Regions from separate parts of the Mus musculus genome. Here all the other regions are linked to region 1. A link is a contact called in public ChIA-PET and HiChIP or PLAC-seq data. All regions are on one chromosome and are shown on one strand. The core of a region is the stretch at or near the end of the contact, and the rest is flanking DNA. Distances in the headings are between cores, read along the strand shown. Region 1 holds the start of Bcl11b (B cell leukemia/lymphoma 11B). Region 2 has its middle 53 kb from the start of Gm16086. Region 3 has its middle 38 kb from the start of Gm52008. Region 4 has its middle 71 kb from the start of Gm16086. Region 5 has its middle 13 kb from the start of Gm52008. Region 6 has its middle 73 kb from the start of Gm52008. Region 7 has its middle 120 kb from the start of Gm52008.

Region 1 (3,243 bases), core at 684-3,183:
TCCTTTGACATTACAACACTGAAAAAAAATAAATAAGACTCCCCTTCTCTCCTCCCCTTAAGAGACATCCCTTTCCTAAGAACCTCACTTTAATATATATGCCCCACAAGATAATAACAACAACAACGACAATAATAATAATAATAATAAACGCACAAATTCTTACTAAGGTGTCTGCGGTAACAAAGGAGAGAGGGAACAGCAATAGCTTCGAGCAGATGGCTCCTGTGCTGGGTTGGAGGGGAGGGGAGAGCCCCTTTATATATTTATTTATTTATTTAAATTCTTTAAAATATAACATAAATATTCGGCTCTCGACTGCAGGGCAGCCAGTCCTCAGCGGCGGCCGTCATTCACAGGCTTCTCCAGCTCCAGAGCCGGGAGCCCGGCCCCAACGCAGCGAGGTGAGCGAAGGATTGCAAGATTACAACCTGCCTGAGGTCTCGATGGCACCCAGAGGAAATTTTATTTCTATTGCAATAAAAAATTTAATAAATAAAAAGCAACCGCGACCAAAAAAAAAAAAAAAACCCGCGGGGGAGAGACTCGCGCAGGCTGCGGCCGGGGCTTCCCAGAGCTCTGCAAGCCGACCTCGCCGGTGGCAGCGCGGGTACCCGGCTGGCTCTGGGAGAACTGTGTACCTGCGCGGCTCGCGCTGGCGTTTTCTTTTCTAAATGAACCCAGCTGGGGCGGTGGAAGCTGCTGAGAGTCTGCCCTGCTGCCTGACTTTGCAAGCCCCTCCACTTGCTTGAAATCCGGCGGATTTGCACCGCGACCTGCCTTGTTTATTTAGATGGGAAGATGAAAGATACAGAGATAGAAAGATGGATAAGAGGATGATAGGTATTTTCTCCCCTTCCTTTTTCTTTCTCTTCATTTTTACTGTTATAAGAGCATCCCTTTTTTTTCCCCACTCATGACTTTTTTGTTAACTCGTGGCGGGGATTTTTTTTTCACCAACCCAAAACCTCCCCCCCACACCTTTTTTTTTTTTTTGAGTTGGGGGGGGAAAGAAGACAAGACCGTCCCAGGAGACGGAGGTGGGGAAATGAGGAGGGGGTGCTCCAGCACAGCAAACAGCTGCGCAGCTGGATTCTTTTGCAAATAGCGAGAGGAGGGGAGGGGACGGCGGCTTCGGAATCCTAGCAGCGGCGCGGTCGGCGCCCAGCCTGGCGGGGCGCAGCGACCGGGAACCCGAAGCCCGCGGCCATCCCTTTCCCCTGCGGGTCCCTGGGTCCAGGGCGCTCTCGGGGCTCCGTCCGCCCGCTCCTCCGAGCGCGGACCCACGCGCTCGCCAACTTTTCCCGGCTCCCCCTCCCCCTCCACTCCTCGGCCCCCTCCCCCTCCTCTCCAAACCCCGCCACCAGCGCCGCCGCCGCCACACACGCCGCTTGGAGGGCCGAGCGTCCGGCCGGGCTCGGCGCGCACAGCCGCCTGCAAGCCCGCGCGCCCCCTCCCCGGCCCGGAGCCCGCGGCGGCTGCCCCCGGCTGCAGAGAAACTTTCCCAGAACCCCACGCTCGGCCGCTGCTCCCGGGTTGGTGTCCCCAGCCCCGGGCGCCCGGAGCCCCAGCCGCCGGCCCTTCGCGCGTGCGGCAGACACTTACGCGTGATGAGTTCCCTCTGGGACAAGTGCTGCGGGTTGCCCTGTTTGCGGCGGGACATTGCCCCGGCATCTATTCTGGCATCGCCCGGAAAGCTGCACAGATGCGGGCCGGGGAGGGGGTCTGAGCCGCCGCCGCCGCCGCGCCTCCTCCTCCGCCCGGGTTGGTGCCTCTGCCCTTCCTCTCTTCCTCTTCCTCCTCCTCTTCTTCTTCTTCGTCTTTATTTTGCTCTTTCTTCTGGGCTGTGTTTTTGTTTTTGTTTTTGCAAAAAGAAAGAAGAAAAAGCCAGGAAGATGGCTTGCTCTAAAATAGAGAAAAGGCTAAAATAAATTATAAAACTGCTGTTGCTCGCCGCTGGCTGGCCGGTTTCTTTAAAAATATATTCTTTTGGAGGAAAAATATCTCTCACACTTCTTCAAAGTGCTTGGCCTCTTAGACTTGTAAATGTCTTCTTGAAGTTACGCCGGGTTTTGCACCGGCCTCTGACACTTTTCTTTCGGGGTCTGGTAGGTGGAACGCGCACTTCCACCCAAGGGGAGGGGGGAGGAAAAAATGCAAACAAATTTCAAAAAAGCCAAAAAAAAAAAAAAGGCAAAGAAAACTTGGGGACTTGTCTCGTACCCCCTCACCCCGCCCCCTCAAAAACCCAAAAGCAATGAAAAGCTGCCTTGGTTCGGCTCTTTCTGGGTTTTCTGCGCGCTGCCTGCTTTTTTTCTTTCTCGGAGGCTGACCCCTCCGAGGCTCTGGGGGACTCCGGGAGCGGCTCCTTCCCGGGTCACCTGGCAGGCTGGCGCCGGCCGGAGGGGCTGCGGGTCCCCGCGTGCGCTCCCCAGCGCTGCCCGGCGCCGCGGGCCCAGGGGGAGCGGGGCTGCGGGGCGGCTCGCCCAGTGCGCCCGGGTCGGTGCGGGCGTGGACGGGAGCTATAGATTGCAACGTGAAGATGGCGGAGTCCGGGTTCTCCGGGAGCTCTCGGTCTCTCTGTGGCTGGGGCTGCCTCTGTACAATGGGATAAAATTCAAGTTCAAGTGCGGACGTGACGTTTAATCTGCTCTAGAGACAAAAAGACCCAGAGAGTCGGAGCACTGGGGGCGACTAGCGGTGGCTTTTTAACATTGTACCCTGTAAGAGAACAAGAAAGCACACACCGAGACACGCGCGCGCGCACTCACACACACTCGCCAGTGCGCACACCCGCAACCCAGGCCGGCCGGCCACACGTGCAAACTACTGTTTTTGTAAGCTGGTCTTATCACCGAGCACCGGTAGCGCAAAAGAGGGTGGGGGGGGATAAATAAAATAAAATCTTGTCCCCACTCACTCTTCCTCCCCCGGGAGCCGGACTCCCTGAGAAAGGGGGCGGAGTGCTGTGTGAGTAACTGAGGTACACTGAGTCCAAGCAAGTCCAAACCCACCCACTCGAGAAAGAGGGCTGGAAACCACGGGCTGGGGGAGACTGAGGCGACAGATAAAATTGTTTTCCTTCACTCTCTAGAAAAGTAGTTACAGTTGGTTTTACTTATTTGGAGAGGGGAGCATTTTGTAGAAACTTCCAAAAAAGTGTCTCCATATAAACCGTTGGGGGTTGGTCGTCTCAAACAACAAAATTAATGATACTGAGGGGCACAGTGGGGGGGGGCACAT
Region 2 (3,502 bases), core at 981-3,480, 960 kb before region 1:
GGCCCAAATCTCTGTTTCCAAGAACTGGGCAATTCCAGGCCTTAGAAGCTTTCCTGTCACCTGGCCTGAGGCAAGGAAAATAGGTCAGCAGCAGTTTCCAGACTTCCTCAGCAACAGTTTCCAGACCTCCCCAGCAAGTTTCCAGCCCCAACACCCTGGTAAGGGAATGTCCATAGAGATGGACCCAACAGATTGACACAGAGGTCCTCTACCTCGGAATTCCCTAATGTGCTTTAAATCAGGCCTGAAAGATCACTTGGTTGTCTCTCTATCTTGGTAATGGGGAGACCCTAGCTACTGGAATTCTGCATAATAAAACGCTCTGCATTTGCAGACTATATGAGTCTGGGGTGTCTTTCTTCCTCGAAACACAGAGCCTTACAGTCCTTGTAAGGATGCAAGGGGAGAGGAGGCCTGCTTCACTGTGGCAGTGCAAACTGTTACAGCCATGACTTGCCTGCTGTGATGAGCTGCACACTCATGCACTGGAGCTTAGACAACCCTTCCTGTAGTGCCTCATGTCTGGTATTTTTGCTACAGCAAGAAGACAGGTAGCTAACACAGCATTGGATCTGATAGGATCTTACTCTGAAAACATCACCTGGTAATTTAGAGCTTTTACAGAAGGCAATCTATGACACTCGGTTTTTATTTCCTTAATTATTTATTCATTTGTTAAATGTTTTAGTGAAAAGTAATGTGCTGAATATTTTATTTAAAAACTAGAATATTATGGCTAAGGGGAAAGATGAATGATACAGGAGGTATCCATATTTAACTAATTTGTGTCTCTAGGTGGTTTCAGAACTTTCTGGAAGCCCAGGAAAACTGGAGGCATAATGAGCCATGAAATAGTTCTTGTCCAAATTGTTGGGTCAGTATCCTAGAGTAAGCTAATATGTGGCTTGTAGCTTTTACACAGTAAGTTTTCACAGAGTTTTAACTGATGTTATTTTTGGTTTAGTTTGGTTTGGTTCTTTCTTTTTATATTTTGTTTTGTTTTGAGACAGGGTCTCATTATATAACTCAACTGTCCTGGAACTCTCTGTGTAGACCAGGCTGAATTCAAACTCACAGAGATTCTCCTTCCTTTTCCTCCTGAGTTCTGGGATTAAAGTCATGTGTCACCATACCAAGTTATACTATATATACATGTGTAGAATGTGATAAAGTTGTGTTAAACCTCACCAGTATTAGCTAGTTTATGTCTGTATATGCACACATATGAACAGGCACACATATAACATGAGTATAGATTTTGAGGGTAGACCTGACCAGTCAGAAGGGGGAAGGATAAGATAATGGGAGTGTTCATATGTGAATAAAGAACCATGATATGTATATACATTAAAAGAATCACCACAAAACCATTATTTTGCATGCTAACTGAGAAATTCATTTTCAAAAGCATGCTCTAGCTAATTGGGAAATCAGAGAATGGTTTTGGAAATAAAGTAATTGAAATTCAAAGCTCAATGAATGGGTTCATCTTAAATAAAACACAAACTAACTGAAAATCGATGGCCACAAAGATAAGATATAAGAAAGAATCAAAATGTTTGAGCAGGAGACAAGACCACAGAATGAGAAAGGAAACAGAAAACAGTTACAGGTCACAAAATGTCAGTATGAAGAGAACACTGTGTGCCTTAGACTATGGAGAGCCGAGCAAAAGACTCATCCTGTGGTGACTATTAAGAGCTTCAGATCAGTTTGAACTAGAATACAGTCCCTCATGTTGTAGTGCCCCCACCAACCATAAAAATATTTGATTGCTAGTTTGTAACTGTAATTTTGCTACTGTTATGATTCGTAATGTAAATATTTTTAGAGAGAGAGGTTTGCCAACATGGTTGCAACCCATAGGTTGAGAACCTCTGCTCGGAGAGTATTCTTCAGAAAGTGAAGAAAACGTTTGGAAGAGATCTATACAAAAATAGTCCATCCATCCTTATCCCTTCGAGCCTTCTTGTCAGAGTCGTGAGGTTGTCACCAATGCAGGGAATTGGAGATCACGGATTGGTCCAGTTAAAAACAGGCAGTGTATCTTCCCCAGCACACCCACCACAGGCTCTGAATTTGGTCTCAGTCCCAGAAAATAGGCTTTGCTGTCTGGCAGTACCCCGTTCGGGCACGGGTTTCACTTTCGGCCATCTCCCACTGCTGTGAGAACCGCAGGTGCGCAAAGCCACATGGGAGAACCACGAAGCGCTCTCCCTCCCTGACAGTGCCATGGGCATCTGAGTTCTTTGTTTTCCTCTGGTGGTTAGGGCTTAAAGGAAAAGACGTTTCCATGCTGCACGCAGTGAGTGCTCATGCAAGAGAAATTGGATTTAATTTGTAAGACAAGGCACCGGAAAGCAGACAGGTGAAAAACAAGCCAAGGACTGTCCCTCCTGCGGTTGCTAGGAGAGAAACCTCCAGCCCTCAGCCATCACTTCCTGCTTGCAGATCTAAATGCCATCAAGTGTGATCATTCCTCCATAGCTTCAATTTAAGGGCCTCTGAATTTCCAGTTTGAGGAGCACATTGATAAGACGTATCTGTTGCTCAGTACAACGATGCCTGTGGGACTTGGGGGAGGGGATATTTAAAAAAGGCCACACTGGAAGTATTAATACGCGTACGGCAGTAAAACATTCAGCTAAAACAGCAATACAACAGACTTCCGATGGGCCTCTGGAGGCATTAGAAGAAGCATCTTCATTCCACAGGCGTGTTCAGCCAGAGATAAATCAACTCTGCACTGCCGAAAAGAAATAGAAGCCTGCTATATCTTCTCTAAAGATTTGTAGGATGCCCAGTTTGGGGAGTGCTGGGGGAAGACTGCGTGTTGTTTTTGAAACTGAGACTTGAATATGGCTGTAATGTTAACCACATTTACTTCTGGCTGGGGAAGCCAGCTTAGCAAGTTTGAGGTCTCTTAAGGTCATTTCTCACCGAGTTGTCTGCCTGACTTTGACATATCCTCTTGCAGGGTGCGATCCTTTTGACACACGTAGTGGGCTCTTTGTATAACCCATGGCCATTTCCATCCATGTCTGTGCATCTTACATGAATTGAAATAAGAGTGGACAGCAGGCGAGGGTCTGTCAAGTGCCAGGGGCTGGAGAGGCGCTTTAAAGAATGGACAGAAAGGGTCTATATGTGTAAAAAGATGGCTCCAAGTGCTGGCATACGGAGTGGGAAGGAGAAGTGTGCACCAGAAAGTTCCAAGTCCATCACTGCCCTCTACCACAGATAGTTTACTTAAAGAAGAAAAAAAATGATGAATAAACAAGATATTTAGAAGACACACATGCAGTCAGGAAGGAGGTATGTTGGGGTGTCCTGCAGGGATGTGCAGGGGAGAGTGGATATAATCAAGACACTCTGTAGAGGCTGTAGAGTTAGCTCAGTGGTTAGGAACACTGGCTGCTCTCACAGAGGACCCAGGTTCACTTTGCAGCACCCACACGGAGGCTCGCAATTACCTGTAAGTCTGGTTCCAGGGGATTTGACA
Region 3 (3,427 bases), core at 230-2,729, 850 kb before region 1:
TGATGTAATGGGAAAACACCTCCCGTGAAACCGGCAGGGTGAAGGCCAGCAGAGGTTTCTGGATCACAGAGGAAGGGCTTCATTCAGGGACCATTTCATCCCCCGCTCCTCTGAGCCCCACTGTGGGCCCTCACGCCGGGGCATTTCAGAAGCTCTGTGTGTTCATTCCTGGAATCTTCTTGCCTTTCATCTCGTTTGCTGTGTACAGTAGCTCGCCTGTCCCCATCCTTCCGAGAATGTCTCAAGCCCTGCCTTGACTGTAAAGCCCTGGGTCCTTCTCATACCTCTCTCCTACCTCTTTCTCTGTGTCCAGGAGCTGTAGTCAGAGTCATGGTACCAATGACCTGGGCATGGGAAGCCCCGAGCTCTGGTTCTCTCTCTTCTTTCTTCAAGGGTGCTATCACATGGAAACTTTGTCTTTAACTCTTAGTTCTTCATAGATGCAAACAGTCAGTTTCGTCTGCCCGATGCTGTTCTCCTATGAGGAAGCATGGGTACCACATTATCTGAGGAAGGCAGAGCACTCTGTGTGAGGTGTGTGGAGCCCCGCAGCTATCATCTGCTCTATGGCTTTCCATTTTTTACTTCCTAGCTCTTGATTGTTTGATGGTCGAGTGTCCTTTTGAGACCATATGGCACCAGAGTCTCCTTTCTCGCCTTGAGACACACACACACAAGGAGTTATGCCTTTCTTACTGTTATCGAGGGTCAGTGATTTTTCAGAGTCCCCCCTTCTTCCAGTTCGGGCTTTTCAGTGTGGCCTTTTGGGCAACTGCTGCTGTATACCTGAGGGTTAGCTTGAATGTATATTCCAAGCTTTGTGTGTACATTGAAGCAAGATAGGTGGGAAGGAAGGGCAGCCACCCTAACCTCATAGTCTGATGGTTTTGGGGCTCAAACCTGGGGTCAGGTTGTGATTAGGCTACTTATCAGAGCTTTATGGGTTTCCAATAAACAGATGGATGGGTGGTAGAGAGCACTGAGGTGGACAGTCAGATCTGGGGTGACCTAAGACTTAGATAAGAGACAAAAATTGTCAACATAGGCTCATGGTTGGTCCTAAATGTCCAAGCCCTGCAAAGGTCAAGACCCTTCTAAAAAGACCTCACACAAGCCTAGCTTTTAGGATGGACTTTGTCCCTTTCAGGCTGCCCAGGAAGGGTCAGAGATGGGGACTTTTGTCTGTGAGGACATTCTCTTTCCTTGCGAGTCACTGGCCTTCTAACATCCTATATGTGATTTCTGAGTGCCTGACAGGCACAAATTACTTTTAGTGAATTCATAGAGCGTGAACAGAACTCCAGCACTCTTCTCCTGGTGGGACTTTCCACGGGTTGACCCGAGCAGGTTTCTATAAAGAAGTGACAACTTGCCTGGAGGCCCTTATCCCCCGACTGGTAGGGACAAAGCTGCAAAGTGCTATATCATCTTCCTCTCCCCTCCTCAGCCTCCCCACCCCACCTCAGGGAGGGCGCTTACTGCTGGGCCTGGCGCCAGAGGAACTGGTGGTTGCTTTTGTGGTCACCCAGCAGTTTTATGAAGGCCCTTGAGGTACTTCAAGTACCAGGTGGCCCCAGTGTGGTTAAACTGTCTGGGGGCCGAACTCTGTCAGTGGCCACCTGAGAAGCGCAGGGGCCTGAGGGTGAGAGCTGTTCAGTTGGCTGTGGTGATAATTACATAACACAGGGAAGGCACAAATGGCCATTGTCAAGTGCACACTCACGTATGATAAACGAGCGCATTCCCAGTCTTCTGGGGCATTTGATGGGCACGACCTGGTTTGCAGAAACTATTCCTTTGTGGAAGTCACACCAACCCCCTGGGTACGTTGTTTTCCAGAGTTGCCCAGATGTAGAAGCTGGCTGTCCAGGGTTCACCTGTCATGGAGCCTTTGGTGAGCTGTGTGAGAGTGTTCTTCATCACAGACCCCATGAGCCAAGAGTACTTTTGTTATGTGGGCAGTGACACCGGCAGCCCTGAGTCCAGTAGGGGACAGTCTTTCTGGGCCCTTAAGCTCTCAAGCAGGCGTGAGGCAGAGAGTTATCTGCCTCTTGGTCTTCCTAGCTGATGTGCCATAGAGTGTGTCTCAGGCTGTAGTCAGATTGCAGAGTCGCTCAGATCCCTTCTCAAAGTACTTGGAAGCTTCAAGAAGACGTTTCAATACGATCTTCTCCTGCTTTCAATCCTTTGATCTTCCTTCTAGAATGGCCTTTCTCAATCTTCCTAATAACCTTTTCATAACCCTTAAATAGATTTTCTCATTTCCTGATGCCACTCCAACCATCAAATTATGTCATTGTTACTAATCTTGCTAGTTATGAACGTTAATGTACATGGATGGCATGCAGGTCTTCTGATATGCAACCCCTATTGAAGGGTCCTTCCATCCCCCACTAAAGGGTAGGGACTTTTAGTTTGAGACTGTTATAAAAGCATTGATCATAGTCTGGCATAGACCAGCAACCAGGAAGACATACAATTAAGGACATATGTGTGCATACGTCACATGTATACACAAGCACCTGCATGCCTATATTTGCATACAAACACACACGTATACACATGCATGCACATCAACACAAAAACACAGACACAGACATACCTTCCACCCTGAAAGTCAAACACACCCCCTCCTCCATGGAGGAGATCTTTGGTGGGGAAATGCAAAGCAGTTTGTTCAAGGAACATTCCATAGGTGCCCAACACCACGTTTGGCTCTTTGTAAATAATATGCCTTCCTTGAGGCTCCCAGAAAGTTCCCTTCACTAAAAGCTCTTGTTAAAGCTCCTGTCCTAGTGTGGATGTACTTATCATCTTGATTATCTCTTTAGGCTATACACTACCCTCAGTGCAAGAGCCCCCTGACCCCCAACTGTCAATCATTGCAGGGCTACACATTAAGTCAGTCAACAAATGTGTGTGGAGTTTCTAGTCGGTACTTTGTATATAGTGTTATAGCGCTCTCAGGCTAAGTACAGACTCAAGGATCTGATTATAAGTGAATGAATGAATGAATGAATGAATGAGTGACAAACTAGGGAGAGATAAACAGTGGATTCACTGAATTGGAGGCCCTCGACATAGCCCTCAGAGAAGAGGTTGTCTGTGAGCTTGGCACGGAAAGTTAGAACAATTGAGGTGGTCAAGTGTAATGGCTGAAGGCAGAGTCCTGCTTCCCATGAGGGGTCATGTGCACAGAGCTGAGTCTGACTCCTCAGACTTCACATGTCACAGCATTAATTCCTCATGAGGCAGCATGGGGAAGTGGGGCCTGGTGGGAGGTGTCTTAGTCATGGAGCAGAGTTAACCAACGGAGTAGTACTTTTCTGTATATTTATAGCCCACATCCCCTGTTGACATAAAGTCCCTTTTCTCAACTCCACACATGTCCACTCACTTCTAGTTTCTGTTGTCAGTTGAGAGAACA
Region 4 (3,666 bases), core at 371-2,870, 980 kb before region 1:
TTCAATAAATGCTTTTGGATTTGGGATTTAAGATTGTTTTCTCAGGGTAGAATGCCTCTTCATTCTTCCATTGGTCAATATGTCTTTTCCATTCTCAATCATTCTGTCCAGAAAGTGCCCGTCACCTGCTCCATGGCTGAAACCAAGTCCACCTGTCACTATCCTTTTCCTAGACAGTGATTCTTGGGTAGGGATGCCTGTATTCATGGGATGAAGTAATCTGGCACATGCTTCTTGTGTCTCAGCCCACACAAGTGTGAGAATCAAGAGAGGGTCTTCAGGCTCATGGGCAGACCCTCTCTCGGACCACCACATACATACTGCTTAACGGCCACACATTCCAGCCAAATTGCAACCAGCTTGAGTGCTCGGCTAGAAAGACTTGGTGCTGCCGTGGCATCCCTGAGCCTGCAGAAATGTACTCCTGGCTAAAAACACAGCACTTGACACTTTGCATAATGAAGCCGAACTCTTAACTTCTGGGGCTAACACACCTGCACCCTCAGATTGGCCTGGAGCACAGGGGAGGAGATACTATGCCTCCCCAGGTAGAGGATGGCTTCCAAACAATCCAGAGGCCCAAGCCAGCCTCCTGTGCTGGGGGAAGAAGCTACCTGCAGCTGAGAGCAGAGAACAGTCTGCTTGGCTTCTATTATTGCCCTTGTTCGGTATTTTTTTTTTCCTGCCGCTTAACTCATCAAGATCAACAAACATGCAGGCAACAAAGTCTTGCATCCCATTCAGAGGCATGGTACCCCCCAGGCCTACATTTTATGCATCTAGGCTGTTTCCTTAGGAAATCTTCCAGATGCAGGTCTATGGGGGTCAAGGGGATACACATTTTTTAAGGTTTTGGAGATGGGATGCCAAATTGCCCTCCAGGAAAGCGAAATCCTGTCATCCTTTCTGAAGCCCGGTGTGTGGAGCTGAGCGCCCCACGGCCTTCTCTGCTGCACAGGGCCTCATTCATTCTTCACTTCTTTTGCCATTTGCACACCAAAGCAGCTTTCCTCGCCTCTGCAGGGGTGGACAGGGATGGCGCGTGCTGGCACTCTGCTTTCCACAGGTGTTAACACTTGGATTGTGCGGCTCAGGTGTATGGAGGTCGAAGGCAACTCCAGTCACACCCGACACTGCCTGCCCAGGCCTCTGAGAGCTCATAAACTCAAACTCTCTAAGACAGAGGGACAGACGCTAGGCACCCCAAGTTCCCTGCTCCATTAGCCTCTCCATCCCTGGGACCACATTCTCCTGGCAGCAGCCACAGTAATGGACAACTTTCCCCGGGGCGGGGTAACTTCAGAGAGCTCGGAGGCCTCACGCAGGGCATCGAGTGAGTTTTAGCAGCTCACTACAGAAGTGCTTCGTTCAGAGACTGGCACTCCGTTTCCATGGATTAGGGCTCTGGGGCTCTTTGGAAATGAAGTTTCCATGCGGTACACTCAGGATGCTGCCGAGCTGCAGCAACTTTCTCAGGCAAACAGCTTTTCTTCTTTTATTGCCCTCCGAATTTTATTATTGTTTAGGGGGAGATGGTGTTGGAATCCATAAGTCAGAAGCAGGGGAATTGGGAGGACTAAGCCTGTCTGCAAGGTTGTCATTTTCCGGGAGACGGAGAGGTGATGGAACTGCACGCGTCCGGTTTATGCTACCTACTCCCACCAGGTGGCTAATCTCCACACAGTTCCTGTGAGCACGTTATTAATAATAATAGCCGCTGTGTTCCAGAGACGCACAGTGTGCACCAGACCCTCGGCTGGGAGTTGCTGGAATGCTTTTGGAATAATCCTCGGGGCATGATGAGGCTCAGAGCCACCCACACTGCGCAGATAAAGAAACCGAGGCTTGGGACAGCTGCCTTGTTGCCCTCACGGGGAAGTCTGATCATGGGGCTGGTGAAGGGGGCAGAGGCTCAAGTTCAGCTCAACACTCGAGGATAAGAAGTTGTATTTTATTAAGGCTCTGTATGTGCCGGGAGGTGGGGGGGTGGGGGTGAGGTGAGAGATGTGAGGGGAAGGGGAGAAGTGTGTGTGTGTGTGTGTGTGTGAGAGAGAGAGAGAGAGAGAGAGAGAGAGAGAGAGGGAGGGAGAGAGAGAGAGAGAGAGAGAGAGAGAGAGAGAGAGAGATAGGTGTGGAGAGGGAAGATGTATGTAGTGGGGTATTGTGGTAAATCTCCAACCCAAATATGCCCCAGCAATGAAAATACAACTCAGTTAATATGAATACATGCTGTGCATCTAGACTGGGCAGATCTACCACTACACTACCATCTTCCACTTCTACTAGACCCCTTAGAGCATGTGTTTCTTCTATGCTTTTCTTCTTCTTCCTCCTCCTCTGCATCCTCTCCCTCTCCCATTTTCTCCTTCTTCTCTCCCCCAACTTTCAGCTCCACCTTCCCTTTATCTGCCCAATCATCAGCTCTCCTTTATTTTACAAATTAAGGTGGGAAGCAGGTTTACAGGAAATCACCTGAGTGCTGACTCATTCCTTCTTCCACAACCCCTCACTGGAGAACAGAATTAACATCAACTATAATTAGCCCCAGGGCTCTCTGCAACTGTGGGGGGAGGGGAAGTGTGTTAGCTCCGCAGGAACATCTGGAGGCCAGAGGCTGATATCCCTTGCTTTCCTTTTGTTCTTCTGATTTTTAAATTTACTTAAATATTTTTTTTACATATTAAATGTGCATGATTTTTTCTTACCTGTGTATATGATGTGCACCATATGCATGCATATCTGCAGAGGTCAGAAGAAGGCATCAGATCCCCTGGAACTGGAGTCAGATGTAGCTGTGAGCCACTATGTGGGTGCTGGGAACCGAGCCCTGGTTCTCGAAAAGAGCAAGCTGAGCTGTCTCTCCATTCCCCGACCTTATCTCCTGAGGTAGTTCTTTCTCTGAACCTAGAGCTCACATATTCAGATGGACGGCAAGCCCAGAAATAACCCTGCTTCCACAGACCAGCATCTGGGACTACGTGTGCACTGCTATGTTCAGCATTTATCCTGCCAGTATGACTCAAGTTCTCATGCAGGGCTGGCAAGCTCCTTCTCCAAGAGCAATCTCCTCGTCCCTTGATATGTCCCCAGGTCCCTTAAGATTCACATGTCCCATACTGTTTCTCAGGCACCATATCTGTCACTGCCAAGCTAGAGAGAAAATCACCTGTGATTTGGACCCCTGCTTCAAGGATGCTCCAAGCCCCCTTTTCTTTTCAGCAGCACAGCCCCAGTTCTCCTAGGGAGAAATTCAACAGTGTCTGTGAGGGGTTATTTCAGTGGGGCTACACTGCCATTATCTTGCTGGCCTGTGAGAGCATGGGAATTGTTCATTCTGTCTGTCGGTGTGGGGATCCCACCACCACCAAGGTGGTAATGCCCCTGCTGTAATGATGTATGAAAATAAAGGTGTCTTCATAAATAGGAAGTTCCTGCTGGTTTGTCTGGGACATGGGGGTTGGGGGGGTTATTTACCTACCATTAGGATGTGAATGCTTTATCTGGCAATTTTTTTTTTTTTGCTACTGTTTTGCCTGTAGCGCAAATCATATTAAATGTGTGGACTATTATGCCATGCATCCATTGAATTGTATATACCAAACCTCCATAATATAATACAAACAGGGAAACATCAGTCTGAAGCAATTTGACAAGTGACCCCTCTAT
Region 5 (3,183 bases), core at 626-3,125, 880 kb before region 1:
TTATGTTAAACTAATGATCAGCTATCGTCTTTGTTGTTAACTATACAGAGTCTCTCTCTCTCTCTCTCTCTCTCTCTCTCTCTCTCTCTCTCTCTCCCTCCCCTCTCCCCCCTTCCCTCTCCCCCTCTCTCCCCATGTGTGTGTGTGTGTGTAAACATATATGTGCATGCATTTATGCACATACACATGTGCTCATGGACATACACATACACTTATACAAGGAGACTTGCAGGCCGGCCAGAGGACATTTCTCAGGTACCACCTTTCTTTTGAAATGGGATCTCTCATTGACCTGGAACTCATCAAGCAGGCTAGGCTGTCTGACCAGAGAGCCCAAAATATCTACCTGTTGGCATTACAAATCCACACCCCACACCAAAGTTCTTGTCAACATTATTTATTATTATTATTATTATTATTATTATTATTATTATTATTATTATTATTATTATGTTTCTGGGAATTGAACACAGGTCCTCATGATTGCAAAGCAAGCACGTTGCCAACTTTCAGCTAGCTCCCCAGCCTTCTTTAAGGTGATTTTGCTCATAGTCTGAGAAAACTGAATTTCTACCAGAGTCTGACCACTGGAGATCTCTGTGGTCCTGAGCAACTCGTGTAAGCATACCTAATGTCTGAGTGAGCCTGCTAATCAGCAGAGGTAAGGGGACAGACACTGCAAGCCAGCAAGGGCTCAAATGGGACCGTGTCTGCCAAGTCGCGATCTTGAGAACTGGAAACTCATTAGCTCTGGGGCTTTGTGTTAGAGTCTTGCCCACACTCCAGATCCTATGACCCAGCAGGCATGTGAAGGGTGCATCAGCAGCCTATTTCATAGACTGGGTAACTGAGGCAATTCAAACTAGCCTGTCTTGCCGATTACCAGAGTCCACGCTGCACTGGAAGCCTGGTTGGTTGTTGTTAGGTTTTTTGTTTTATTTTGTTTTTGTTTTTATTTTTTGTTTGTTTTGTTTCCTTTTATTTTTAATTCTAGCTGCTAGAGTCAGTCACAGGCGGTTGGCTCCCCAAAGCCTCACAACTATCTTCCTGCCTGCCTGCCCTGAACGGGCAAACATTGAACCTCCACACATAATCGCAGCCTCTGGCCTTCCTTGGTGACAACCAGCCTGTTTTCTGCTCTTGCCTCTGTCACATGGGTGGGGGGGTGGGAGCCACACCTCTGATCTTCACACGGTGAAGAGCGAAGGAAGCCGAAACCCTGCCAGAGGAGAGGGGTGACAGTCTTCTTAAGCCTTGACAAGTCAACTGTCTTGCCGCAAGGGTAGAGTTGGACACCTGTTCCAAGGTCAGAGGTCGCAGTGTGAAGACACTCTGTCTGCCCTGGGAACTGCCTGGAGCAGGCGAAAATGTCTTCCAGAATCTTGGAGAGGTGTTCTGAGTTTATGTCCTGGGGAAAGCCCAAACCTGTTGTCTCCAGGGCACTCCATCCTCCACATCCTTAATGTGCACAGAATGATGGTGGATGGACCTGGCTGGGGCCAGGCTTCAGCGATTTAAGTGAGCAGTTATTGAGTGTCTAGAGTATATAGCCCTACTTACTTAATATAGCTCTAACACAATGGACACTTCTATTGGCTCTTTCAGGTCATTACAGCCTCAGGCTACATTACCAGACACTGTCTGTACCTCAGCCCCTGAGGTAATGCTTTGATTCCATCCCAGATGCCTTCCATGAAAGGAGGTCAGAGTGACAGGTGCAGACCGAGGCCGTGTGACCCACCCACGAAGCCGACGCGTGAAGTAAGTCAGCCAGCCCAGCAGAGGGGTCCGCCGTGCACTGCTGGGAACAAGAACTATCTCAGCTTTGCACACCCCTTCCACTTCTGAAGAGCTGGCTTACAAGCAGAAGTTCCATTCACCCCTGGGTTACCATCTCTACCGTCGGAGCAAAGAGAGCCGTTCTCATGCCGCATGGCTGGTGACTGGCCTGTGATCTCAGAGTCAAATGGGTTTCAAAGCGTCTTAACATTTCTCTGTGGGTAAAACCTGACCTGAATTGTTAAAACTCCTTGAAGTCTCTAGCTGGAGCTCACATTCCCCTCACCGTGAGAACAGACATGATCACTGCTGTGCCCGTAGAAGCACATTCTGTCCCTAGGTGTTACCTTGACCCCACGGGTAGCATGGCACAGTGTAGTTATAATGCACTGTTCTGATCTATAAAATACAGCCAGCTTTAGGGTTCTGTGAAAGAGACAGGGGGCCACAGATCAAAACCACAGGCCCAGTTCAGAGCCGTGTCCCTTCAGTAGCTTCGGGCTGTGGCAGTCACAGCAGTTTGACAAATAGAGTGGCTCTGGCTCCAGTTCTGGTCCATGCAACTGTGATTTGTGATGTCCTCAGCCAGCTAGGAGCTCCTGGGAGACTGGGGCCCAGTGTCAGAGAGGAGCAGGAGCCTTTCAGGGAAGACAACCTGCGGAGGTTTTGGGGGGGGGTGGGCATACACGGAAGATCCTGGAGGACTGGGCACTCGGGGGTAGGGGTGGGGTCTTCACTTCTCTAGATGTTTTGTGATGACTTGCAGGCCCTGGGCAGAGAGGCAGTGGAAGTTTAATCTTTCCAGAGTTTGCATCTGTGTGCTCAGAGAAGTATAGGGCCCCTGGGAACTGGGGCTGGGGAGGAGGGAAGAGAGAATTAAGACCTGCTGAGGCCACAGCAATTAGCAGGAGCCACCAAGACCTTTTTCTGTGGTAATTGGCTGTCCCTGACCTGGTGCTACAGGGGACGCCAGGGTCTCTAGGGGAGCACTCAGGGACGTCGCCGCTCACAAAGGGCTCAGGGCTGACCAGGAGATCCAAGTAAATAAGGTGGCACTCAGCTTCCAAAGGGCGAGGAGATGATGTAATAGGGACTCCCTGTGGGCGGGCGCCAGGCATGCTGAAGAAGAGTGGCCTGAGGCTCTGGGCCTGGCCTCTGCTGTCCATTTCTGTACTCAGGGCTGGGCATGTCTCTCTCCCCCTCCTTGGGTCTCTGCTCTCATCTTTGCTTCTCTCCTGCTCTGGGTCTCTCTAGCTCTCTTCCCCTCAGGTTTTCTTCATATGTGGTCTTGTGGATTTTTCTTGTTTTCCCTGGACTATTTCTTCTCACGTGCGTGCATGCCCCCGGGTGCTCAGCTGCCCTCCACAGATATAAGTGGACACCGCAGCTGGTGCTTCCTGCTTC
Region 6 (3,546 bases), core at 285-2,784, 820 kb before region 1:
ACAAAGGGTAAACTGAAGCTTGCCTTTGATAAAAACCTACAGAGCCAGAGAATGTCTGTAGGTCCAGAGCTCCAGTAGCACAGGCTGGGCCTTGCACAGTCTTGGCCTTCCAGACTGAAGTTCCCTACCGGGCTGAGGATGTCTCAAGAATTACATAGCTGCCCCACCGTAGAAGGAAGAGGTGGGGGCAGGCTGTGTGAAGGGCACCAGAATGAAACTTGAAAGGAGACCGAACAGAAACTCGAAACAAGGTGAGCTGGCTGCTGCGTCCTGGCCTGGAGGAAGCCGTGGGCCGCAAGCTTGAGACCTAGGGCTAGAGGCCTGGCCAGCACCTTTGATGGGGCCAGCCATGGGCCTGGCTCAGCAGTTCCTCCCCACTCACCTCGGAACCAACGAAGCGCGGGTTGGATTTCGTGAGAAGTGTGTGAACACCCAGCTCAAAGTGAAAGAGCAGGCCGAGAGATTCACACAGCCTGAAACCAAACCGGGAAACAAAGGCACAGACTATGTATGCCCGCCAGCTCTCCCACCCGCTTGCCCTGCCTGCTATCCACGACCACCCTCCAGCTAACCTTGAATCTAGATGTCCCGAAAGGCAGGATGGGGCACTGCAAGCAACACTGGGTTCCTAGAACTGGCTAGAATTCTAGATCTATCTTTTCGTGCCTTACATCTTGGGATTAGTGGTAGTACATCTCTGAGCTTCTTGATGAGGCTGCTAATCGCAATGTCAGTGTGTGAGAAAATGGCTGTCCCCTCTATGTTCCCAAGCATCCTTTAACTCTCCTCAGGGTCAATTTTAACCCTTCGTCTGACAATAACATTGAAACGTCTGTCTCTTCATTTCTTTCACTTTGCCTTTTTTTTTTTTTCCGGAAACAGAATTTCTCTAGGTAATTCAAATTTGCATTGAATTTACAATCCTGTCTTCCCGGCACCAGGGCTGTGTGATAGGCAAGTCTGGCCACGCACAGTTTGGTACCTTCAATTTTCCAAAAGCTCTGTTGAGATATTTCACAGGTTCTAAGACTCACTATTGCCAAGTATGCTCACTTCGGGTTTTAGGGAGGAAAGCAGATGCAGGAAGAGGCAGAGATCCTATGCTGGGCCTCAGGGATGAAGAACCATCTCTGGGGTCACACCCCTCCGTTACAGGCACATAGCTCACCAGTGTGTGTGTGTGTGTGTGTGTGTGTGTGTGTGTGTGTGTGTGTGTAAATCAGCAAAACTTTAATATTTCCCAAAGCTCACGGAGGGAAACCTTCAGCTTTCCCTTGCCCTAAGCATTTGCAATGAAACCCCTGACTCCGTTTCCCAGGACGCAGGCGACCTCCAAGGATGCCACCCACTTGTCACTTCTGCTTTTTGCTTTGTTTTTGGCCGCTTCATATGTGCAGACAATATGTTGTGATTGTATTTGCCCCATCACCCTCTCAAAGCCGCCCACCCCCTTTCCCTCTCAACCCCTCCCTGGAGGCTACACCATTAGACAAATGAGAGCCTCTCTTATAGCACCAATCAGCAGCCTTCGGCTTCTCAGGAAGGGGCGGGGCTCCAACACTGTGCTAAGTCGAAGGACCCAACCTGTGCAGGGGTCCTTAGCTGCTGCGCACACATGGTGCAAAGATTACACTGTATCCAAACAGCCGCATTTTCTCACAACGCTCTTCTCTGTCCTCCTGCTCTTTCCCTTCTGTGCCATTTTCTGGGCTTTGAGGTAAGAAGCGGCTTCAGGTAAATGAGCGACGCGTGTTCCAATCCTTGGAGCCTCTCTCTGCCTTGCCCAGCTTGACTACGTTCTCTTTCACGGGTCTCATCCCTCTCCCCACGTGTCTGACTCCTTCCTTTGCTCCTGGACCCCAATGAAACCTAGCCGCCTCAGAGTCCCTCGGGCTGCGAGCTGTGAGCGATTTGGTGATCTCTAGCCCCTCTCAAAGCGCCCAACTCCCCCTGAATCTTCAGAAGGATTTCTGCCTTCATGTTCCCTCCACCAATCCCCTCAGCAGAATATGAACCCCAGGAATGAGATGAACCGGGTCCTTCTTCCCCCTCTGCCTGAGAGAGAGGGGCCCTGAGAGTTTGTACGATGGAGATGATGCATAGTCTCTTCTCGGTTCTGAGTCCTTTATCCCACGTTCCCTGGTGATGTACCCCAAATACCTCTGAGCTTCTCTCCGCTTCCCTGAAAGCTGGGGAGGCACCTTGCTTGGGACAGTACACATGGTCATCAGGTACTGACAGCTGGTTGCCTGTCAGTTGAAAAATCATCCATCTGCCTTCCTCTTCCCTTTTCAGGACACTGAGAGATGGTCTGAGATGTAAAATTAGCCCTGTAACAAGAGATGAGTCTTCCTAAAAGTCAGATGATCATGCCAGAACCCTTTGACTGGGGACCAATGGAAACGGTCCATGACCCCAGTGTAGCCTGTGGGCCCTTGTCACTGTGGCAACAGTAGGGGAAAATATCATTCAGGTCTTATTGTTAGTCTCCTTGCAAATTGTCTGAACAACTTTTTATATTGTCTTAGAAACGTGCAGTGCTGTGTGCTTGTGTTCTTTGTTCTTGACTCTTTCCTTTTTAGCACTCAAAGGAAGCCTACTCGAAACAAACTGAGGGCAATCTGCCAGTTTCTCTAACCCTGAAAGAAGAGAGACAGAAAACACACACACACACACACACACACACACACAGAGAGAGAGAGAGAGAGAGAGAGAGTCAGGCAGGCAGGCATGGTTAAAAGGCAGGCAGCCGCTTTCCCCAGTCCTATCTCTGTGCATCAGAGATGCAGGTGAGGAACCAGGGCTGTAGATAGATGTTCATGGTCCCTCTGGATCTGTAGAAGTCATTGAGAAACAAGCCTGGGGTCAGCTGCAAAGATGAGAGCATGGCTCTGGGCGGGCTCCATCCTCAGGACCAAGCTGCACCAAGTACAGGAAGCTGGTTCTGAAATCAGTGGTCTCGTCTCCTCGAGGATGAGCTGGGAACTCCCTCTCTTCTGAGCATGCCTGGTTGGTCACAGTTGGCAACAGCATGGAAATGTCAAAAGAGCCCTGTTTGGAATTGTGACTACTTTGGTTTGATTATAGCCTTGCCCCTTGCTCAGGACTGGAGGCTAGCTCAGCGTGTCAGTCTCTTTTTTCTTAAGCTATGGCATATCACATCTACACTTTGGTGAGTGAATCCAGGCTGAGCCATGAAAGGGTCCACCATGCTCATCTCAGACCAGGTCGCTGATAGATGGAAGGCAGCGTGACTGTCTCGACATTTGCTCTCATCTGTGGCCGTGGCCGTGCACAGCATGCTCATTGAGTGCCCTGTGTGTTTGATGTGAGCTCAGAGGCCTGAGACCAACCATGATTCCCGAAGCAGATGTTATTCATTTTCTGAATACATCAGTCTCACTATCACCCAGCACTGTTCAGCATACAGCCTGCCTCCCGCTCTCTGGGAGATAACTCTTTTGAAGCACTAGGAGAGACCGTTATTTAGGAGAGCTGGGGGACCATTTGCCTGTGAGAACACAATGGCAGCCATTATAAAAGCAG
Region 7 (3,168 bases), core at 502-3,001, 770 kb before region 1:
CCCCACCCCTCACTCTCTCTCTCCCTCTCTCTCTCTCTCTCTCTCTCTCGTTTAAAACAAGATAGAGAACCAAAGACAACACAGTCCTGGTCAATTTCCCCATAGCCATGATGTCTTAGGTTTCATGCTGAAAAAGGAGACTGATTTCTATCAAAAGATATGGATACCATGCCCAACACACACACTCTGCTTAGGGCTGCTTACTTTGGGTCAACTTGACATAAACTCGTGTCATCTATAAAGAAGGAATCTCCTTGGAGGAATTTCCGTCATCAGATGAGCCTGGTAACACATGGCAGGAGAGGGGTGGGGGAGGGTGTGAGGAATGATTGATGTGAATGGTCCCAGCCCACTGTGGGCAGTACCACTCCTAGGCAGGTGGTTCTGGTTGATATAAGGAAGCAGCTGGGCTTGCAGTGGAGAGCAAGCCAGAAAGCAGTGTTCCTCCACCATCTCTGCTTCAGTTCCTGCCTTCAGGTTCCTGCCTCAGCTTTCTGTCTTGGGTTCCCTTGAGCATGAGCTGTGACCTGTAAGCCAAATAAACCTTTTCCTCTCCAAATATATTTTGGTCGTTGTACTTAACACAGCAACAGAGTGTAACTAGGATGCCTGTGAAGTCATTTGGTGGGACTTTGGACTGGCTTGTGGCAATCTGAAGGCAAAATCATGAAAGAATTTAATTATGAAGAATTTTCAAAAAGAAAAAAAAACCTCAAAATGTTTATTCCAAGCATTCAAATCCAAATGAATCAGTTCCCAGTACCTGTCCAGCTCTGCCTCTACTGTATGAGAATTCCTCTCCCAAATTTACAAGGTAAATCATTGCAAATTTGCAATGTGGTCAAATAGTCCAAGCAGTTCCTGGAGCCAGCGGGATGCCAGGAATACACGATATGTCTTAATAGATCTGATTTTTAACAGAATATAGCAAAATCCTGTAATATTTTTTTAGAGGATGGGAAAACAAAAACTCATGAGACAGGAAATAACATACATCCATGTGGCTGGCCAACCATGTCTTCAGAAGATGAATGCTATGTACGGGAACAGAATCTAAATGAAATGACTGAATGTGGCCACCTACAGAAGGGAGGACCTCAGGGAAGACAGAGGGGAGGACTTTAAGTATGTGTGCAGTGGGTAAGGGCAGCTCAAATCTTGCTGCCTCCTCCAGGAGTGTCCTCCCGTCCTGTTGACTCCGGGGAAATGAGGAGGGGGCAGTCTTAGTCAGTCCTAAGCAGAGGATGGGTGATTAGGAACTTAAGACTCAGGTCCATCCACCTGTTCATGAGCCTTCTCACTGACATACAGAGGCAGTCTTATCTGTGGAGGGGTTGCTCATTTTCTAGTGTTCTTCATCCTTCACTTCCTGAACCAGTGTCTACTGTTTGTTGGAAATCACAGTAGGCACAATATGATGTGCTTGTGACAAGCCCACTTGGTCCACCCTCCAGAAGAGATGAATCTTCTGGTGGATCCATTCCACATAGCACCTTCCAAGCAGTAAGGCAAAGCTAGAGGTGGGTTTTCATTTTTTTTATTATAGATACCCCAAAGGGTTCCACTAGACAGACAAACGGAAAATGCAGACAGCAGAATGCACACTTACATCACCAATCATGTGGTGTCTCTGTCTCAGAAGAGCTTCCTGCACATACAACTGGGCCAAGTGGACACTGTCACATAAGATACTGTGTGTGATGGATCAAGACCACTGACGGCACCTTCCAGCTTCCAGCCTCCTGTTACTGAGCAGCTGGCCAGTTTCTTTTGACGCACACCTGTTCTCTTGTTTAGCTCTTGGTGAGCAACCTGCACCCAGTGAGAAGAAGCCCCTGCATTCCTCACACTTTAGCAAGATGCAGTGGCTGACTCTCTAAGGATGGAAAAGGCTGTGTTCCTGTAAACATCTGCCTGCTTCCGGCCTGCAGCTTCCTCATTCCTCCTTGAGAACCCTTCTCTGACCTGAGCTTCTTCATATCTCCAGTCAAGAGTTTAGACCCATAGCAAACTTCTGCTGTATCTCCCCTTTAGAGGATTCCATTGCTATGGAAATGCTGATGTGTGTTTGTGTGTGTGTGTGTGTGTGTGTGTGTATGTATGTGTGTATCTTACCTGCAGTGTCATTTTATCTTGAAGTCCATTGTTGTCACCTACCAGCAATATTTCCTTTGACAAAGTCTCTTCTAGCCTCCATTTCTTGACCAACATATGGAGTTACAGCGTGGAGCCCTATAGGTGGGCAATGCTGGCCAGACACAGGCCAGTCTGAGGTATTACACCCAGAGGCATTTAGCAATATCTAGAATGTTCTTTCATATCATTGTTCAATATCAATGTTCTTTCAAACATTGATAGGCATGAGGCTGGTACTGCTGTTTACTAAGCAGAGACCAGGGAGGCTGTTAAGCATCCTCTAGGGTGCAGAAGAGCTCCCTGTGACTAGAACATTATAAATGTGGTTCTCAACTTTCCCAATGCTGTGACCCTTTAATACAGCTCCTCATGTTGTGGTGACCCCCAAAGATAAAATTATTTCCATTGGCGCTTCATAACTGTAATTTTGCTATTGTTGTGAACTACAGTGTAAACACCTGTGTTTTCTGATGGTCTTAGGTTACTCCCATGAAATGATCCTTCAACCCTCAAAGGGGTCGTAACCCACAAGCTGAGAACCACTATTCTATACCCAAAGGGGTGGAGAGATGGCTTATGTGGTATCATTTTTACTTCACAAGCATGAAGACCCATTTTCCATGCCAAAGACACATATTAAAAAGTAGAGCTGGGGAGGCAGAGGGAGACAGGAGGGTCCCTGGGGCTTGGGGACCAACCTCATAGTCTACTTGGTGACTTCCAGGCCAGTAAGAGACCCTGTCTTAAAATACAAGCTATATGGCCTCTGAGGAATGACAAACAGGTTTGTACCCCCACATACACACAACATGCATTCTCATACCTGCACACATATGCACTAAATATGTATATGCATGTATAGACATGTGCACACACACATACACACATAAACACACATGTCCACACAAGAAAATGATCTAAATAGAAACCTCTGTTATTGCCCAGAAAGAGGAAACCCAGTGTCAATGGGTACTTTTGGTGAAAGCTTAAAAAATATTTTACCAACCAAAGAAAATCCATTCATAACAACCC

The links. ChIA-PET counts read pairs in DNA pulled down with a chosen protein or histone mark. HiChIP or PLAC-seq counts read pairs in DNA pulled down with a chosen protein or histone mark.
Region 2: a contact with region 1 is called in an RNA polymerase II ChIA-PET map of memory CD8 T cells, with 474 read pairs. The contact joins the enhancer-like site here to the promoter of Bcl11b in region 1. A contact is called at or near these places in 15 of 39 promoter capture datasets (the 3T3-L1 cell line, 3T3-L1-derived adipocytes, the C10 cell line and 8 more), 8 of 484 Hi-C or Micro-C datasets (CD4 T cells, CD8 T cells, embryonic stem cells and 3 more), 24 of 115 datasets of contacts at active chromatin or transcription factors (CD8 T cells, T-cell acute lymphoblastic leukemia, Th17 cells and 15 more) and 1 of 9 other capture datasets (embryonic stem cells).
Region 3: an H3K27ac HiChIP or PLAC-seq map of CD8 T cells shows a contact between it and region 1, with 24 times the contacts expected there. The contact joins the enhancer-like site here to the promoter of Bcl11b in region 1. A contact is called at or near these places in 11 of 39 promoter capture datasets (the 3T3-L1 cell line, cranial neural crest, embryonic stem cells and 5 more), 21 of 484 Hi-C or Micro-C datasets (CD4 T cells, CD4 single positive thymocytes, CD8 T cells and 12 more), 17 of 115 datasets of contacts at active chromatin or transcription factors (CD8 T cells, the SCID.adh cell line, craniofacial prominence and 10 more) and 1 of 9 other capture datasets (embryonic stem cells).
Region 4: a contact with region 1 is called in an H3K27ac HiChIP or PLAC-seq map of embryonic stem cells, with 9 times the contacts expected there. The contact joins the enhancer-like site here to the promoter of Bcl11b in region 1. A contact is called at or near these places in 12 of 39 promoter capture datasets (the 3T3-L1 cell line, 3T3-L1-derived adipocytes, the C10 cell line and 7 more), 11 of 484 Hi-C or Micro-C datasets (CD4 T cells, Th1 cells, Th17 cells and 7 more), 17 of 115 datasets of contacts at active chromatin or transcription factors (SST interneurons, T-cell acute lymphoblastic leukemia, Th17 cells and 10 more) and 1 of 9 other capture datasets (embryonic stem cells).
Region 5: an H3K27ac HiChIP or PLAC-seq map of regulatory T cell precursor shows a contact between it and region 1, with 15 times the contacts expected there. The contact joins the enhancer-like site here to the promoter of Bcl11b in region 1. A contact is called at or near these places in 8 of 39 promoter capture datasets (the 3T3-L1 cell line, cranial neural crest, embryonic stem cells and 2 more), 2 of 15 datasets of contacts at CTCF or cohesin (CD8 T cells and thymocytes), 33 of 484 Hi-C or Micro-C datasets (CD4 T cells, CD4 single positive thymocytes, CD8 T cells and 14 more), 27 of 115 datasets of contacts at active chromatin or transcription factors (CD8 T cells, the SCID.adh cell line, SST interneurons and 20 more) and 1 of 9 other capture datasets (embryonic stem cells).
Region 6: a contact with region 1 is called in an RNA polymerase II ChIA-PET map of memory CD8 T cells, with 529 read pairs. The contact joins the enhancer-like site here to the promoter of Bcl11b in region 1. A contact is called at or near these places in 9 of 39 promoter capture datasets (cranial neural crest, embryonic stem cells, frontonasal cranial neural crest and 4 more), 1 of 15 datasets of contacts at CTCF or cohesin (stem cell-derived epiblast-like cells), 7 of 484 Hi-C or Micro-C datasets (CD4 T cells, CD8 T cells, Th1 cells and 2 more), 17 of 115 datasets of contacts at active chromatin or transcription factors (CD8 T cells, the SCID.adh cell line, Th17 cells and 14 more) and 2 of 9 other capture datasets (embryonic stem cells and liver).
Region 7: an H3K27ac HiChIP or PLAC-seq map of double positive thymocytes shows a contact between it and region 1, with 5 read pairs. The contact joins the enhancer-like site here to the promoter of Bcl11b in region 1. A contact is called at or near these places in 2 of 39 promoter capture datasets (the 3T3-L1 cell line and stem cell-derived epiblast-like cells), 5 of 484 Hi-C or Micro-C datasets (CD4 T cells, Sertoli cells, Th2 cells and 2 more), 14 of 115 datasets of contacts at active chromatin or transcription factors (the SCID.adh cell line, acute myeloid leukemia, craniofacial prominence and 11 more) and 1 of 9 other capture datasets (embryonic stem cells).

What each region holds. Positions count from the first base shown.
Region 1 is chr12:108,001,481-108,004,723 of GRCm38.p6, forward strand. It overlaps Bcl11b (B cell leukemia/lymphoma 11B), which reads right to left and starts at 1,934. Exons shown (of 4, transcript NM_001079883.1): 1 at 1,606-1,934. The coding sequence starts at 1,663.
Region 2 is chr12:107,045,056-107,048,557 of GRCm38.p6, forward strand. No RefSeq gene overlaps it. Among named protein-coding and RNA genes, the nearest start is that of Gm16086, 53 kb to the right of the region's middle. Within about 2 kb of position 2,231, at least 40 of the 459 cell types and tissues checked have an H3K27ac peak or open chromatin away from gene starts, as enhancers often do. A contact at or near this core is called in CD8 T cells, T-cell acute lymphoblastic leukemia, Th17 cells and 6 more, where this site is marked.
Region 3 is chr12:107,147,127-107,150,553 of GRCm38.p6, forward strand. No RefSeq gene overlaps it. Among named protein-coding and RNA genes, the nearest start is that of Gm52008, 38 kb to the left of the region's middle. Within about 2 kb of position 1,480, at least 35 of the 459 cell types and tissues checked have an H3K27ac peak or open chromatin away from gene starts, as enhancers often do. A contact at or near this core is called in CD4 single positive thymocytes, CD8 T cells, DN3 thymocytes and 6 more, where this site is marked.
Region 4 is chr12:107,026,636-107,030,301 of GRCm38.p6, forward strand. No RefSeq gene overlaps it. Among named protein-coding and RNA genes, the nearest start is that of Gm16086, 71 kb to the right of the region's middle. Within about 2 kb of position 1,621, at least 10 of the 459 cell types and tissues checked have an H3K27ac peak or open chromatin away from gene starts, as enhancers often do. A contact at or near this core is called in embryonic stem cells, where this site is marked.
Region 5 is chr12:107,122,611-107,125,793 of GRCm38.p6, forward strand. No RefSeq gene overlaps it. Among named protein-coding and RNA genes, the nearest start is that of Gm52008, 13 kb to the left of the region's middle. Within about 2 kb of position 1,876, at least 35 of the 459 cell types and tissues checked have an H3K27ac peak or open chromatin away from gene starts, as enhancers often do. A contact at or near this core is called in CD4 single positive thymocytes, CD8 T cells, CD8 central memory T cells and 13 more, where this site is marked.
Region 6 is chr12:107,181,962-107,185,507 of GRCm38.p6, forward strand. No RefSeq gene overlaps it. Among named protein-coding and RNA genes, the nearest start is that of Gm52008, 73 kb to the left of the region's middle. Within about 2 kb of position 1,535, at least 39 of the 459 cell types and tissues checked have an H3K27ac peak or open chromatin away from gene starts, as enhancers often do. A contact at or near this core is called in CD8 T cells, the SCID.adh cell line, Th1 cells and 8 more, where this site is marked.
Region 7 is chr12:107,226,805-107,229,972 of GRCm38.p6, forward strand. No RefSeq gene overlaps it. Among named protein-coding and RNA genes, the nearest start is that of Gm52008, 120 kb to the left of the region's middle. Within about 2 kb of position 1,752, at least 1 of the 459 cell types and tissues checked has an H3K27ac peak or open chromatin away from gene starts, as enhancers often do. A contact at or near this core is called in double positive thymocytes, where this site is marked.